Regions from separate parts of the Rattus norvegicus genome. Here region 2 is linked to region 1. The links are chromatin contacts, called in public Hi-C maps. All regions are on one chromosome and are shown on one strand. Each heading gives the region's core, a stretch centred on a gene start, on an enhancer-like site or on the middle of the called end of the contact. The rest is flanking DNA. Distances are from core to core; before and after follow the strand shown. Region 1 overlaps LOC102553402 (a long non-coding RNA gene). Region 2 has its middle 74 kb from the start of Gnaq.

Region 1 (3,242 bases), core at 8-2,507:
TCACTATACCTAGAGTGAGAAACAGATTGCCTTGGTTGTTTTTTGTCAATTTGACATCTGGGAAGAGGGAACCTTCCTCAGATTGGCCTTTAGGCAAGTCTGTGAGTCATTTTCTTGAAGAATAATTAATGTGGGAGGGCACAGCCTACTGTGGGTGATGTCACTCCTAGGTCAGTGATCCTAAGCAATGTATGAAAGCAAGCTGAGCAAACCAGTAAGCAGAGTTCCTCTGAGGACTGTGCTTCAGTTCCTGCTTCCATGTTCTTGCCTTGAGTTCCTGTCTGAGTTCCTGCCATGGCTGACCTCAGGGATGGACTGTGGCATGGGAGTGGAAGATGAATAAGCCCTTTCCTCCCTTAGTGGCTTTGGTTAGGGTTTTGATCACCGAAATAGGAAGCAAACTAGAACATGGCCTCCGCCCTCTGTTCCCAAGAAGACTTTGTTTCTCTTAGGCTTTTGCCTGGCAACAGTGAAGCAGTTTGGATTAAACCATCTGCTGGGGTCCAGAGAAACCACTGCTTAGAAGCACACTGATCTCGCCACAAGGTGTTCATTCTCAAATTTTTCTGAATGGGTCAATCCATCAAAGTTCCGCCATGCTCTGCTGACCCTTCGAAGCTTCAAACCATCAGAGTGGTCAGACGAGTGGGTTTGGATTAGTCCAGTTCAGGAAGTGTTGGTGCCCACTCCACCCATCCCAGTGGAAGACGTTCCAGACCACAGCTGCAGAAAAGGGGAACTGAGAGTCCACGAGAGGGAAGAAGGCTATCTGAAAGAGAACAAAGGAAGGCACCCAGGGCTGCACACTGTAATCTATCTCAGACTTCCATTTCAACAAAGGAGAGGAATTTTGTTGAGGGATATTAATTTCTACTCAGTGAATTAGTTTGAGAAAAATCCATATTCGTCAAGTTCGGGAAGTCTTTGTTCTCCTCTTTTGGTTTATGATACAAACTCCGCAGAGACGGTCTGAATATCATACTTTATGCAGTGGGATCTACATAATGAAACATCATTTTGTGTTCCATACATTTGTAGAATTTATATGTTATAAAAATAAAAGGGTAGAAAAGAAAATAGAAGATGTATTTCCTGCTTGAAAGAACCCATAACCCTTGAACTAATTTAATGTCTGCTGTGACTCACTTCAGAGACTTCTGGGAACAATAACTAAATGAAACAGACTCTAGGAGGTTCTGAGTGATTAGTGATTAACACTGGGGGAATTTCTCCACGTCTGGGGGAAGCCCGACTGCATTAGAATACTGTTGGGCTCTGAAGGGGTCATCAGCTTGTCCTGACTTGCCTAGGACGGCCTTCATTTTGCTGTCCCAAGAGCCCAGTAAGAGTGGGAAAGAAACGACTGCCAGGCATCCTCACTCTTCTTTGAAATCTCCAGCAGTCAGATATGGAAATGGTTGAAATGGCTGTGCTCTCTACTTACCCAAGAGGATTTTTCTGGGACTATCTTCCTTTAATAGCATAATGATAAAACTTTAAAAAAAAAGAGGGACCAAGTATAATAAATTACAAAGATGGTAACATCCGACAAAGGCCCCTCCAGTCCAGAAACAGTTGTGATATTCTTTAGCTTGCTTAAGGTCAAAAGGCCATTAGACTAGTACAAGAGTCTCTGTGCTATAGTAAGAACCCTGGGGACTTTAGAGGACCAGTGGGTGCTGGATTTTGCTCCTTACTCTGCGCCCTCCGGATGTGGCTCTTCAGCTTTCCTGGACACACACTGAGCTACGATACCATCTGAAGGCTGTGCTATATTGCATTTCTGTTGCTTGTTTCCGTTGGTCGCCATAAGAGCCTTGATTGTGCTCCACTGAAGCACGGCAGTGATATTGTGGCTAAGTGTCCTACAAACATGGCACCGTCATGACTGCCGTCACAAAAGCCATAGTCAGTGTGATTATCATCTGGCAGTGATAATTTGATTATATATTATATATTTGATTAACCCGACCTCTTCCCTCATCCCTTCTTTCCTGTGCATTCTTCCAGCGTTTGTGATGCTCTGCCCATTAAAATCAGGGTGGAACCCACATTCGTTTCAGGGTCTAAGACTCAGATTCCCTTTCTCCCCTGAAGCTTTATCTAAACCCCGTGTGCATAGCAACAGGTAAATAAAAATACTAGACATATTAAAAACAAACCTGAACACAGGAAGAACCGATATTGATGTGGGTGGTTTAGATATATATCAATATATCCCGTTGGAAGTGCTAGCATTTTCTGTCGGGTTACATAAAAAATACTTTTGGCTCTTGTTTCTGCCTCCCATTTGCACACTCAGAGTGCAGGTACACACACCACAGTGTTTGTCTTTTCAATTTGGTTTCTGGGGCTTGAACTCAGTTCCTCACATTTGTTCAACAGTGCCTTATCCACTGAGCCATATCTTTAGCCTACTTTTTCTGAGATGGGTCTCACAGTGGAGCCTGAGCTGATTCAAACTCGTAACCGCCCTGATTGCTGATATTATAAGCAAGAGCTACTTTGCTTAGATATACTTCAAAGCTAGCATTTTGATTTACCGATGATAGATTATCCAAGGCGGGATCATGGTGTCACCTTAATTGTGTTTGTCTGTGCATGGCATACGCAGAGATTCATCACTGTCCACCAGGCTCTGGGCCTCAGAGATCAACCACTGTAATCCCAGTCTGCGCTCAGTGAGGGGAGAGCCTGAGAGAGCACTGCCCATCGACTCGCCATAAACGGCTGAGAGTTCTGGGTTAGTGTCACCCAGACCCACTTGGACTGTTTTGCTGTTGTTGCTGCTGCTGCTGTTGCTGCTGCTGTTACAGGGTTCAAGTTCTTCATGACTGGAAAATTTCACCTTTTAATAAACTTTTTAAAATTAATTTAAAACAAATTTTAACTTTTGCTTTAACTTTATGTTTTATGGGTATCTTGCCAGCATGTATGTCTGTGCACGACATGCATGCAGTGCCCACAGAAACCAGAAGAGGGTGTCGGATCCCCTGGGATTGAAGTCGTAGACAGTCGTGAATTGCTATGTGGGTGCTGGGAATTGAACCCTGGACCCTCTGGAATAGCAGTGAGTGCTCTTGACCACTCAGCTATCTCTCCAGCCCTTTTAAGTTTAAAGTTAAAGAAGACAAGGGGTTTCATTGTGTCTTTCATACATGGGGTTCTAATTGGTCTCCCTCTCTCAGTGCCCTACCTACATTCTGGTCCCCTGCTGATGGAGCTTCACACTGAGGAGACAG
Region 2 (3,234 bases), core at 325-2,824, 44 kb after region 1:
AATCAGGTTAGGGAGATGGCCATGTGCTGAATTGCTATGGAGGACCCAAGTGGCGGGGGTCTCAGTTTGCTCCAGAAGAGGTGTGTGAGAACAGACAGCCCCATGTATGTCATTCCTCTTGGGAACTGCTCTCTGCAGAAACTGCCGAGGTCAGGTGTTACAGGGCTACCATGATAGAAAAACAAATATGCTGATTATTCCGATTTACTTTTTAAGTGAATTACTGAAGCACCGAGAGCCAAGGATGTGGTCATGTCTTATTCAGCAAACATTTTTAAAATATTTAAGTCAGTGATCTATGTGTTGGGCACATCAGTAAACAAAAGGGACAGAGATATCTGCCTATTTGGGGTTAAAAATTCTAGTGGAACGAATACCCAGGGACATAACTACTAGATTAGACAATAGTTTGGAAAGCCATGACACGCCACAGACAGGGCACAGTGTGGTAAGGGGTTGGGGGTGGGGCAGTGCTACAGAGGGGCTGGGGGTGGGGGTGGAGCAAGTTGCCAATTTAAACAGAAATGACAGAGTAGACTCTGTGGACCAGGTCATGCTGGAGTAAGTGTTTGCAGCAGCTAAAGGGTTAGGTAAGTGGATGGGAAGGTGCTCCTACCAGGCTTGTATTAGGAATAGCACAGCTATGGCCAGAGCTAGATAGACAAAGAGGAATTCAAAAGGAGCCAGAGTCGGAGAAACATTGGGGAACCTTGCCTGTGCAGGGTCTTCTTGGCCATATGAAGGACTTTGACATTTATCAGAGTAAAACCGGAGGCTTGGAAGGACATTAAGTAGAGAAATTAAGAGCTGAGAAGCGTTCTACGAAAGCCATTCTGGTTTCTGAGAATTGTCTCTTGGAAAGACAGTTGGATAAAAAGACCAAGGGGGAGGCTGAAGCAAGGCTCCAGGCGAGGAGAGGGATATGTGATGGAGCAGGGCTATGAGTGAGAGGACCCAGTGAGAACACCACGCAGTTACTCAACTGCAGTGAGAGAGAATTTCCATCATCTGAGATGAGAGAAATCTCAAATGGAAGAGGTTTAAGGAAGAAAAGGAGAACTTTGTTTTTAGACACAATTGTGGCGTCTCTCAGGCGTCCAAGTAGACATGTCCAGAAGGCAGCTGCCTGTGTCTCAAGAAGCACGCTGGTCACAAGATAGAAATGTGGGGTTTGTTGGCATATGGATAAAAGAATTCATTAAGAAGTTGAGCGCACAAGGAAAAGAAACCCAAGCATTGCTCCCTGGGGGAAGATGAGAAGACCTGGGAGATGGGTACTGAGACAGACGGAAGAAGAAGAGACAGAGGGACCCAAGGCAAATGAAAAAGGGTGTGGGTATACTGGACGCCAAGGAAAACCAAGTTAAAAGGAGGTGGTCAAATGCCAGAATTGCAGAATAGTAACACCTGCATGATAGTCTAAATGAAAAAATTTGTGCGAATTCCTAATCACAATGTTTGGTTCTAGGAAGGGCTCAAAAATCACACTTGGTATTTTTATACCTGTTCCCGAGAAAAAGAAAACAAAACCTCACTATAAAGCTGCCCAGTTCCTACGATGACCTCCAGAGGGCACTCGAGGACTTTCTTCCCTGTCAGTTTTAGGCGTGAGGTAAAATGGATTCCCAGAGCAAACAGTTCTTCATCTGAAAGGCTCGAAGATCCAATGCAGTGGGTGTCAAATGTCTGTGTGGACAAGAATTGCTTGGTCCTGTTAAAATGCTGACCCGAGCCAGGGAGATGGCTCAGTGGGTGAAATCACTGGTTTGGCACCCCTTTTGATCTGTAATCTTAGTACATCTGTGTTGAGATTCGAGGAACATGGCTGGAACCTTACCGCCGCTCCTGGATGAGACAGTGGGGCAGAAACAAGAAAGATTATGCTGCATAGTGGTGATAGGTCTCAAAGAAGCCCAGGACAAGTATCACTCAGTACCTGTGGCGCCTTCCAGCAGTTCTCACCCAGTCTGCTACGCTAACCCTCTGGGGGAGGGGGAGGGGGAGGGGGACGGGGAGGGGTGCGCGTCTGCTTTACCTTCCCGAGCCTGATCGCTATATAACTCGGCCATTTTGGCTACTCTGGTCTCTTGGCTTGGGTGCCTCTCATAGTCGCATGTTCTTCTCTTGCTCCCGTTCCCCATCTCTCTTCAGTGTTCTAGTTTAGTCTGTCAGCCATGTATAGCCTGGACTCTTCCCTCTGCATGCTTTCTCCCCTATATCTACAATAAATCTTCTAGTTATGTCTTGTTAATCCCACGGGTGTTGGGGGGTTGGATAAGGCCACTACCACAACTTTAAAGCCATATTTGAAGCAAACTTTAGTTAAATACTGGTCAGGAAGATATCTATCCGGGTCCATTTCTGGGTTCCAAGAAAATGGCCACGAGTCACACTTTGCAGAAGCTAAAACCCCACCAGGCCACTATATTTCCCATCAAATCTAATCAGGGACAAGCATACATCCTGACATATTTCCTGTCCACATACCTTCTGCCCACTCATGATCAAACACGTCCAATGTAATAGGTCAAACAAACATAAGACAAACAGAAACTTACTCTTGTCTTGACTGCAAACAGAACTCTTAACCTGCAAGGTATGTTTTTCCTGTTTCAGTCTCCCAGTAACAGGCAGGGCGAGCCGCTCCTGCCTGCTCCTGTGTTTGGTTTCACACTCCTCCTTTTTTATTTCATTTTTCTTCCATTCAGGTGGAAGGCAGGAGTCAACACCTGAAAATTGTTCCCAAATGCAAACATGCTTGCATTCACATAAAACAGATAAAGACAAATACAAAGACCATCTTTAAACATAGGTTCACAAGAGGCCCAAACTGCTACTGTCTAGAATCTTGACTTTTTTTTCTCTCCATCAGTCAAAGAATTAAAAGGCAGAGAAAAAAATCCTTTAGCATGACAAGTAGCAATGGAGAAATCTCGAATACTATTTGTGCTGGCTGATTTTTGTGTCAACCTGACACAAGCTAGCTTCATCTGAAAGGAGGGAATCATAATTGAGAAAATGCCTCCACCAGATCCAGCTGGAGGGCATTTTCTTAATTAGTGATCTATGGGGGAGGGCCCAGACCACTGTGTCATGTGTGTGTGTGGGGGGTGGTATCCCTGGGCTGGTGGTCTTGGGTTCTATAAAAATGTAGGTTGAGCAAGCCATGGGGAGCAAGCCAGTAGGTAGCACCCCTCCGTGGCCCCTGTATCAGCTTCTGCCTCCAGGTCACCG

The links. A called contact is a pair of places that touch in the nucleus more often than the background predicts.
Region 2: a contact with region 1 is called in a Hi-C map of Schwann cells, with 5 times the contacts expected there. The contact joins two enhancer-like sites. A contact is called at or near these places in 3 of 12 Hi-C or Micro-C datasets (Schwann cells, frontal cortex and mammary epithelial cells).

Annotation. Positions count from the first base shown.
Region 1 is chr1:222,733,469-222,736,710 of GRCr8, forward strand. All of the region lies in intron 1 of LOC102553402 (a long non-coding RNA gene), which reads right to left. Among named protein-coding and RNA genes, the nearest start is that of Cep78, 33 kb to the left of the region's middle. Within about 2 kb of position 1,258, at least 10 of the 93 cell types and tissues checked have an H3K27ac peak or open chromatin away from gene starts, as enhancers often do. A contact at or near this core is called in Schwann cells, where this site is marked.
Region 2 is chr1:222,777,122-222,780,355 of GRCr8, forward strand. No RefSeq gene overlaps it. Among named protein-coding and RNA genes, the nearest start is that of Gnaq, 74 kb to the right of the region's middle. Within about 2 kb of position 1,575, at least 19 of the 93 cell types and tissues checked have an H3K27ac peak or open chromatin away from gene starts, as enhancers often do. A contact at or near this core is called in Schwann cells, where this site is marked.